Linked DNA regions of Mus musculus: region 1 is linked to region 2. Evidence: chromatin contacts called from public Hi-C data. All regions are on one chromosome and are shown on one strand. Each heading gives the region's core, a stretch centred on a gene start, on an enhancer-like site or on the middle of the called end of the contact. The rest is flanking DNA. Distances are from core to core; before and after follow the strand shown. Region 1 overlaps Lrrc69 (leucine rich repeat containing 69). Region 2 overlaps Slc26a7 (solute carrier family 26, member 7).

What was found. Hi-C and Micro-C count contacts between places; a contact is called where the count stands out from the background.
Region 1: a Hi-C map of Sertoli cells shows a contact between it and region 2, with 2.3 times the contacts expected there. The contact joins two enhancer-like sites. A contact is called at or near these places in 1 of 484 Hi-C or Micro-C datasets (Sertoli cells) and 2 of 9 other capture datasets (adipose tissue and embryonic stem cells).

The regions. Positions count from the first base shown.
Region 1 is chr4:14,774,148-14,779,221 of GRCm38.p6, reverse strand. It overlaps Lrrc69 (leucine rich repeat containing 69), which reads left to right. Exons shown (of 8, transcript NM_028499.2): 2 at 4,139-4,265. Among named protein-coding and RNA genes, the nearest start is that of Lrrc69, 19 kb to the left of the region's middle. Within about 2 kb of position 2,866, at least 53 of the 459 cell types and tissues checked have an H3K27ac peak or open chromatin away from gene starts, as enhancers often do. A contact at or near this core is called in Sertoli cells, where this site is marked.
Region 2 is chr4:14,515,930-14,520,960 of GRCm38.p6, reverse strand. Slc26a7 (solute carrier family 26, member 7) reads left to right here. Exons shown (of 19, transcript NM_145947.2): 14 at 1,431-1,568; 15 at 4,760-4,808. Among named protein-coding and RNA genes, the nearest start is that of Slc26a7, 100 kb to the left of the region's middle. Within about 2 kb of position 2,355, at least 8 of the 459 cell types and tissues checked have an H3K27ac peak or open chromatin away from gene starts, as enhancers often do. A contact at or near this core is called in Sertoli cells, where this site is marked.

The DNA of each region.
Region 1 (5,074 bases), core at 1,617-4,116, 260 kb before region 2:
GTGGTGACACTGAATAACACTAGTAATAGAAAACTAACTTAGCTGCAGACCTGATGTTAAATCTTAGCACTCAGACTGCTAGGTGACTCTATTTTAACTCTACCTTTAGAATAGATGGTCTTAAGGTGGCACATAGACTTTAAATTGGGTAATTTAATTCTCAGGTGAAGGTATATTTGGAGGCAAATGCTTTACTCTGAATAGTTAGGATATGAAATTTCATTGCAGTGTACAAAAATGTACGAAAAAGAGTGTAGTAAGTTAAAGATTAAAACTTGAGGGCTGGAGATGATTCAGAAGAGCACAGACTGCTCTCTCAGAGGACCCAGATTCAATCCCCAGCACTCACTTGGTGACACACAACCATCTCTAACCTCAATTCTAGGAGATCCAACACCCTTCTTATTCCTCTGTGTGTACACATGTCTGTATATCTGTGCAGGCAAAATAACCATATGCATACAAATAATTAAAAAATAGAAGAAATTAAAATGATTTTTCTTTGACTGAAAACATTTCTTATATAGCATATTCTGATTCTAGTTTTGTCTCCTTTCACTCTTTCCAGTTTCCCTCCCCTCCTGTTCCACCAGCTCCACCCTTGTTCTGTTTCTCATTAGAAAACAGACAGACATGTAAGGGATAATAATTAGAATAAAATAGAATAGGATAAGATAAAGTCAAATGATATTTTAATTTTTATTTTATTTTAATTTTTTTTTTTTTTTTGGTTTTTTGAGACAGGGTTTCTCTGTGTAGCCCTGGCTGTCCTGGAACTCACTTTGTAGACCAGGCTGGCCTCGAACTCAGAAATCCACCTGCCTCTGCCTCCCAAGTGCTGGGATTAAAGGCGTGCGCCACCACCGCCCGGCTCAAATGATATTTTTAAAGTTCATATTTTATTGTAAAAAATGTATTGTAAAAACTCTATGGCCACTTCTCTTCTTTGTTTACACCATTAACAGAGTGGAGAGATAGATCACTAGTAAAGAGTTCTTCACTATGTCATTCAAAAGGGCTGTAACACTAGGTGGCATATGGAAATTATAAATTGTCTAAATTTTTGTTTTGTGAAAAAAATCTAGAAAAAAAAAGACCAATTCCTAGACGTGTAAGATCTACCAAATGAATGCAAGGAAACTAAATGAATCCTCAGCAGACTGACCTGGAACTTACTCGTAGACCAGGCTGTCCTCAAGCTCACAGTGACTACCAGTCTCTGCCTCCCAAGTGCTGGGGTTAGTGGGGGGTACACAGTCATTCTTGGCCCAGTGCTTGAAATCAGAACAATAAAACAGGAGAGAAAAGAGAAAGAAATAAAAAAAAAATACAAACAGAAAAGGAAGAAGTCAAATTATTCTTATTTGCATAACATGATTCTATGCATAAAATATCCGTAATGACTGAGTCCACCAAAAACCTCTTAGACTCTGATAAATATGTACAGTGAAGGAAGCAATCGTCAATGAAGAGATAGCTTAATAGTAAATATACTTTATTAAGTACATCAACATGGGATAATGTCTAAAGTGTATAAAGAACTGTAAAATCAAACACCAAAACACCAAATCCAACCAGTAAATGGCTAATGACATGAACAGACACTTCTCAAAAGAACAAACAGAAACGGATGATAAATGTTTGGGAAGTCTTCAAAAAGTGTGGAAATTAAAGCTGTTTGGAAGTTCAGCTCACCTCGCCCCAAATGGCTCTCACCAAGAAAACAAATAAGACCAAATGCTAGCAAAGATGTTGTGGGGGAGATACCGATTCACTATTGGGAGTATAAAATGGTGTAGCCATTATGGAAATGCATATGGAGTGTGTTAAAGGTAAAAAACATAAACAGCATATGACTCAACTATATTACTACTTGATATATGCCTGCAAGATTGTAAATGAACACAGCCCAGAAGAATTGCACACCTACGGTGATTGCTGCGTTACTGACAATACGGAAAAAATTGAGCTACCCTGAGTGTCATCAACTGATGAATGGGTAAAGTGAATGTTTTACCAAGAAAGCAGCCGATAGATTCAACTAACAAGGGTCCATAGTGGTTCACAGAGCTGAACTGACAATCAGGGAAGCTGTGTGAGTCTGACTTAGGTCCCTTAGGTCCACATATATATTGTGGTTGTGTAGTTTTTGTGGAACACCTCAAAGAGGGAGTGGGGGCTGTCTCTGACTCCTTTGTTTGCTTTTAGAACACTTTTTCTTTGACTGTGTTCCCTCATCCAGCCTTCATATGAAGGGCTGTGCTAGTCTTACTGCAACATGATATGCCACGTTCCGTTGATATTTCTGGGAGGTCTGTCCTTTTCTGAAGTGAAAGGAGGAGGAGCGGATCTGGGCAAGAGGGGAGTTGGGGGTTGGAGTGGGGAGTCGAGGAAGGTCTAGGAGGAGTGGAGGGAGGGAGAAACTGTGGTTGGGATGTAATATATGAGAGAAAAATAAATTTAAAAAAGATACATGGTATATACACAATGAAATTTTATTTTCATGCTCATGACATTTTCAGAAACCCAAGTTAAACTAGAGATCATAAAGTGAAATGAACCAGCTTAAGAATGACAATTATCACCTTTTAGTTCCTCATGTAGAGTGTGTGTGTGTGTGTGTGTGTGTGTGTGTGTGTGTGGAGAGAGAGAGAGACAGAGAGAGAGAGAGAGAGAGAGAGAGAGAGAGACAGAGAGACAGAGAGACAGAGAGACAGAGAGACAGAGAGAGGAGAGAGAGGATCAAGCTGTAATGAGGGAACAGCTGAGGTTGGGGAGCCGGTAATAAAATACATGTGTATGTGGGCAGGACTTCCCAAGGATGGGAGGAGCTGGGGGGAGGGGGATTTTGCTGACACAGAGGCCTGCAGAGGAGATTAGGAATAGTGGAGGGGAGGGAGGGAGTAGACAGGATAGTGGATAGTCAGGGCACTCTTACAGCTCGCATCAGGCGCTTCTTTATACAGATTTCATAGAACACAGGCAGAGTGATGATTGTCCAAATGGTACAGATACGTGTTTGATTTCTTACTACATGTCCAGGGTTACACGTTTAGTTCCAGTTAGAAAATATAAACAGGACAGACTTTATTCTTACTATCAGCCCTACAACTCCAATTTAAAGAATCCAAAGAATGTCTCCTCCAAAGCCAACACATTTGCTATGTGACAGCCTGCTTTTAGTCTGGCAGTGTTTGCAGTTTTAGAGCACTCCACACAAACAGAGAACATCTGAACCAGTCTTTCTATGAATAGCAACTACGAACACACAACTCTTCTACTATATGTTTCATCATCTATGTTATAAAGTAGGAAACGTTTATTTTAGTTAATCTATCTTATTGACTGAGTTTTAGTCCTCCAGGGGTGTACCGTGTATCACATCCCTACCTTTCAACTACATTTTCACAGAGCTCCAAGCCTATAATAAAAACAGGCCTTGAAGCTGTAACCTACTCTACTGTCCAGTCAGTTTGTCAGTTGTCTCTGTTTACCCTGCACCAATTACACTTCTTGAGTTTACTCAGGGTCAGATACCCCAAGAAGATTCCTGGAGTGATGACCTCATCTAGCTGTGCGCTTCCCTGCCTTTACTCATTTCCAGGGCACAAGGGAGACTTCCAAATAGTGGCCAGATAAACTTCAATTAAGGATTCTCCTTAAAAGACTCAGACATCATTTTTCTCAGCAAAAGACATAAAATGAGTCACAATGCAGAAAGTCCCCAAGAGTGCAACACACAGAGACAGAAACCCAAAAGTGAGAGACAGAAGGACAGCTGTTGTAGCATCCGGCTTAGCCTTGCTCAAATGATCTGACCATTTCCAGTGGATATGGCTATGCCATGCACGTAATATAGACGCAGAAGGGAGGCTGTGCTGGAGGAGGAGACAGCAAGAGAGGGATAGAGAAGAAAAGGGAGGACTGTGGGAAGGAGGAAGAATGAGAATTAATTAATATGACACATGTGCATGAAAATGCCATAATGAAACACATTACATTATGTGCCAGCTAAAGAAAATGGATAGAAATATCATCTCTGTGTTTTCTTAGGTTATGTAGATGTCAGCAAACTTACTGCTTTTCCCATTTGGAGATAGATAATGTACAAATACCTTATATTTCTCTATGTTTGCAGTTGACGTTACTAAACCTGGGAAACAACCATTTACAAGAAGTTCCTGAAGAGATAAAATATCTTACCTCCCTGAAGAATCTTCATTTATTTGGAAACAGGATTTGCAGAATTGCTCCTGGAGTTTTTAGTAAGTTAATTATGGACTATAGCATTGTGTTTAACCTCTAGTATCTAGCAATGTGACACAAAACAAAAAGGAATTGTATTGTGCTGAAATTAAGGAATTTCTGAAATAATGCTTAGAGCTTTTTAAGTCTGTTTTATTTTATTTTGGTTTTTCCTGGCAGTCCTGGAACTTGCTTTGTAGACCAGGATGGCCTTGAATTCACAAACATCCACCTACCTCTGCCACCTGACTGCTGTGATTAAAGGCATGAGCCACCATGACAAGCATTTATAATGAAAAACAAAACAAAACAAAACAAAATGCTGTGTGAGAATTTCACACATGAAAATAATGTGCTTTGATCATACATATCCTCCACACCTTCTTCTTCGCCTCTCTGTGTATTCTAATCACATCTGCATTGAGCAGAGCAGATTCACCAAGGTCACAAAATGATTCCAAAGCTAAGTCAACCATAAGCTTTCTTTCCTTAGAATTATGATAGACTAAAATGGTTTAACTTTTTTTTTTTTCTGAAAAAAAAAATCACATGAGATGAGACAAAACAGACCCACAGGCTCTGTTGTTTGTGAAAAACTGCTTTTGTTTTGTTGGCCTCTTTAATATTTTGATTTGGATGCCATAATTTTCAAGTTTGTAGCAGTGGGGAAAAGCAGCCTTTGTCTGTTTCAAATAAAGATTAAGCCCAAACCAGGTTTCCTTCCTAAATTGCAACAGTTTCCAGGAGCTGCTTGCCCAGTGGTAGCCCTGGATGCTGAAGTTTAGGAATGTCATGACTTAGTGGAGGAATCTTGATGGCGAACTTGTCC
Region 2 (5,031 bases), core at 1,106-3,605:
CTGATATCTTCCATAAGGATAAGAGATGTGACTAAGATTGAATGTCATTTGTACATAGACCGTTGAATGAGAATTTTATCTGACTTAAAATGGCACTGTTCCCATTTTCAACAAACTCAGTTCTGCTGAGAATTTCTGAATTGCAGCAACTTGAATCTTTATTCTTTAACAAAGATTTAGTTTTACATCTTAAACTGGAACAATCAAATCTGATGACTGTATATGACAGAACTAAACATTAATGATTGACTTTTCAGCTTCCACCTGATTTCCGCTAGATTAAAAGTGATTTTGACAGATCAGTCTTTTTGCTACCTTGTATTTTTTTTTTGTTGTTGTTGCAATGTACTGACTTTCTAGAGTTTAAATATCTTCATAATGTCAGAAACTCTGATATATATTTTAAACATTTATTAAAAAAATGAACAAACAGTGAGATCTCTGAATTATCCGTGCTTATGTACCCAATTCTTAATTTCTTCTGCTTGCATGCATGGCTATTCTCTGCATCTCTTCTTTCATGGGAATACAAAAGCCTGAAGGAGTAATGCCTTGCTTGGTTGGTAAGGAGTTACCATTCCACAGAATTGACCATCTTAATCAGACACCCATCCCAGAGTCATAGAAAAGAGGGTTTTGGTTGGGCAGCACCAAAGTGCTGTCAATAATATCTGAACAGATGGGTAAAGTAGATAGATTTTGTGTCGAAACCATTTTTTCTCCCTTTCCCCATCCTACAATTGGGCAATGCAGTGCAATTCAGAGCTTGCCAGGTAAACCTGTGTATTATTATTTACAATACTATTATCTCTTATGATTTACTTCCAATGAGGACTACCAATCATTTGCAAAGTTTTCCTTTAGCTAGAGCCGAGCTTACATCAGTGTTGTATAAAGAGATGATAGTTGACACTTGGAGACACATGTTCAGCTTTATTGAAATACTGACAGATATTTAAGGATGTATTCAGTAGCAGAACATTGCCTAGCATATGCGAGGCTCTGAGTTTTTACCTTCATGCAAAATAACAATAATTAAGTTCATTTGAATTGGTAGGTTGGATAAAAGATGCACTATGTGGAGGATAGTCTAGGTTATTACCTCTCTTGGACCGATAAATAGAAATAAGAGACACTTTCTGAAAAGCTGTGGATTGTTTTATTACTAATGTTTCTCAATACTAAGTGTCTATTTCCTTGATATGTGTGGTATTCCATTAAGACTTACAAATAAATTACAATAACGAATATGTTAGTTAAGAGATAGCAATCCACAACTGAGTGTTATGTTGACTAATAGGATTTAGTCTGATCAGGTATAGGTTTTTTTTCTTTTATTTTTTCTTTTTTTTTTTTTGTTTGCTTGTTTGTTTTATATTTTTCTGACTTGATTCAGAGTTCTAAATCTTTTCCTTTTTTCACTTTAAAAGGAAACCTCGCAACAGATAAAAATCATCTCAATAAACAACCCACTTGTTTTCCTGAATGCAAAGAAATTTAGTGCTGATTTGATGAAAATAATCCTAAAGGAAAGTGACAGCAACCAACCACTTGATGATGTCAGCAAGGTAGGCATCCTAGCTTCATGACATGTGTAATAGTGAAAATATCACTAAAAATATCCACAGGTAAACAACGACAGAGTTTAGATATTCTTATAGACCTGTTCATCAGAAAAACCCTTAATATTGTATATCTGCCTATTCATTTACAATATAACCCGTGTATAGGACAATATTTAATATCACTTAAGAAATTTGTTCATCATGGACCTAAAATAAATATGTGATAGCCTAGTTCTTCAGAATAGGAAGCTTGATAAACAGCTCCATAGAAGTATAAGCAGTTGTTATTGACATTATAACCTTATTACACAATTTTCCTTCCTTCCCTTCCTCCTTCTTTTCCTTTTCTTCCTTTCCTAACTTCTCCTTTATTTTTCTTTTTTAAATCAAGACAGGGTCTCCCTATCTAGTTTATGACTTTTCTGCCCCATTTTCCCAAGTGCTTGGATTATAGATGTGTACCATGTCCTGACTAATATTCAGCTTTTCTTTATTTCTGTAAGAAACCTTGGTGACCAGAGGCACCGAATCAGATGTGCACCGGAATGAACCAGTGTGAATGTGTAATTTGCCCTTGAGCCCTCAAGTCCAGAGCCACTCACCAGCTGTGGGAATTTAGATGAATGAGCCTGTGTTTCAGGGTCCTCATTTGTAACAATGAGGATTCAAATAGTTAAAATATGCAAACCACTTAGAATAGTGCTGGAATCAATCCTGAGTTCTGTGTAGTCTTAGCTAATGTGGTTCATTAGGTTGACTGTCTTTCTCATGAAACTTTCCTTGACTCTCCAGATAATTTCTCATACATCCTTGAACATGTATCTCTTAGTTACTCATGTATCAGAGTCTCAAGGCCTCTTGTTTCTGGTCTCAAAACTGTGCAGAGGGCCATTCCTTTGCCTACAGCCAAGTGCTTCTGCCCATAATTCTCGACCTGATCTGCCTATGACCTTTGCCCCAAACTCCTATATAGGATCATATATATGATTTTCATGATCACAGTTGAAAATGAAGGTGTGAAGTCCCTCTTCCTGTAATTATTAACATTTGTGAGATGATGCCATCAGACTATATACGAGTGTAAACCTTTTAAAGACAAGAACCTTGGGACCCTACAGGTTGTAAATGCATACTGCCTTTGTGCCTTTAGGTTTTCACTTTCAATGGAATGTTGAGGACCACAGCCAGTGTTTTCAGATTTGAAACTCACTTCTATAGTTAGTGGTTCAGGTTGACATTGTGCCTATATATTTCGGAGAGTCTTTTATTGTATATGACAGGGCACCGTTGTAGTTTTTGTGGAGTTTAGCTCACAATCACCATGCAAAAGTGGTACTATGAAAAAATGATATAGTTTTAAATAATCTCATGGACCCATAAGAAATTTGTCTAATTTAATATCTTCCATCTAAATCCTTGCAGTGCACTGCAATGCAGGACTGCCTGAAATGAACCTGCATTCCTGATACTGCCACCTGTCTCCTTCAATTCAGACTATCAGCCATTTGGAAAGTTAGGTTTCAGCTGGAGGAGGCTTGCAACAGTGTGCATAATGGGATTATAGCTGGCATTTTCTTAGGACCAAATATATTTAAAAAATAACTTTAGTTTTTTATATTTTGATTTATGAAGAAACTAAGACGATAGGATAGGTTCTGTATACCTCATAACACTTAAGATGTTAATGCTTTGTGTACCAGTTACAGCTAACACATTCATTTATGTTTTATTCTGTCTTCCTTATTTTGACTAGTAGCTTATCTGTTTGTCTGTCTGTCTGTCTGTCTGTCTATCTATCTATCTATCTATCTATCTATCTATCTATCTATCTATCTATCTAGTGATGGGGGAGGCTCTGAGATTCTAGCTAGTGTGTCACATTACATTTAACTGTCATGCTTCATGATTCTCTTGTCTAAAAGTTGCCCAAATTTTCTTGTTTTAAAGGTTGTGAAAATTTTGATCAAGAATGGCCAGGTATTTTGTAGAATGCCCTGTATTAGAATTTGTTTGGTGTTTTGCATGGTAAGACTAGGGTTATGATCCTTAGGAAGGAACATTGTAGGGGCAAAGTACTACATCCCATCCAAGGTACATACTATAAACAAGACTGATTACTGTTGACGGAAATGTTGATTCCCTAAGTTCATCTATTGTTTTTAACCCTTTCTATGCTATACTGTGGAAGGAAGTCACTTTGTTTAAGTCAATTATTAGGAATTTGAGGAGTTATAATTCACCTCCTAAAAGTAGAGTATCTAGATAAGTTATTTAAAATTCTTCTGTACAGGAGATTTCAGAGAAGATAAGAGGGAGAAAGGAAATGTCTATCTGCTGAAGGCCAGTCCCTAAGATATAGCCACACAGTGAAATATCATTATTTGAATACTGAATAAAAGAAGTATTGAATCTCTGAAAAGTGCTAAGTAATCTGATAAAAATATGTTATCTGCAGCACAGGGCAACATGTAGGGGTAATGGTCTCTACCCCACCTTTAAGAAGAGCACTCTAAGAAGCTGTACAAGCAGTGGAAACATGGAAAGGCATTGGCTGATTCCAGACTGAGATGTCCCTATCTTTGACCTGGTTTTCTAGCTTTCTAATCTTTGCCTCCCTCATAATGGGACACAAGATTAGTAACCCCACAGAATGCTTTGCAAAGATTCAGTTGTTAATGTCTTCAAGACTTGGGTATGGAATAAACACTGAAAAATATGCACTGTCCTTACCAATAGCCAAGAAAAGAAACAACACACACGGTATTTTTGATAGGCAACTGCATTGCCGAGGCCCCGCTGGTAGAGACACTGAGCTATGATACAGAGCCGCTTTGTTTTCACTTCCTGATGTCTAGCACGTGATAAATGTTTCTCAAGCGTTTTTGTGGGACTAATGTGTATGAAATAGTTTTTGATGTCAGATCAAAACAAATTTAGTCTTTCAGAAAATGTTCTAACATCTGACTAAGTGAGCAAAAATTCTGTTGGATGAATGTATGCTTATTTCCAGCCCATAATCGTTCTTCACTTCCTAGTTCACTGCGGGCACACAGCATCTGAAACCCTCCTGGAACAAAACCTTTGGCGGTGCTGACTGTTGTTACTCAACATGGAGAAAGGAATGTGCAACTTTCTCATTGGCGGCTATTCATTGTTCCACAGCGCTTTTATTCTTTACGTTTATTTTATTTCAGTGTGAACAGAACACCTTGCTCAGTTCCCTGTCCAACGGCAACTGCAATGGTGAGTTTGCTTTTACACCGTAGGATACACACCTCCTTCTCCCCTTTTCTCTCCATTGGCCCTCTTCCTTGAGGGTTTTCCTGTTCTTCAGCTAGAATCCCCCTCTCCACCTCCTACCTCTTCCCATCCCTGTTTACTCACCCTCTTATTTTTATCTCTGCCTCTCTCCCTCCTCCTCTCTTCCTTTTTACTCATCCACTTGTTCCTTTTACCTTTTCTTGTT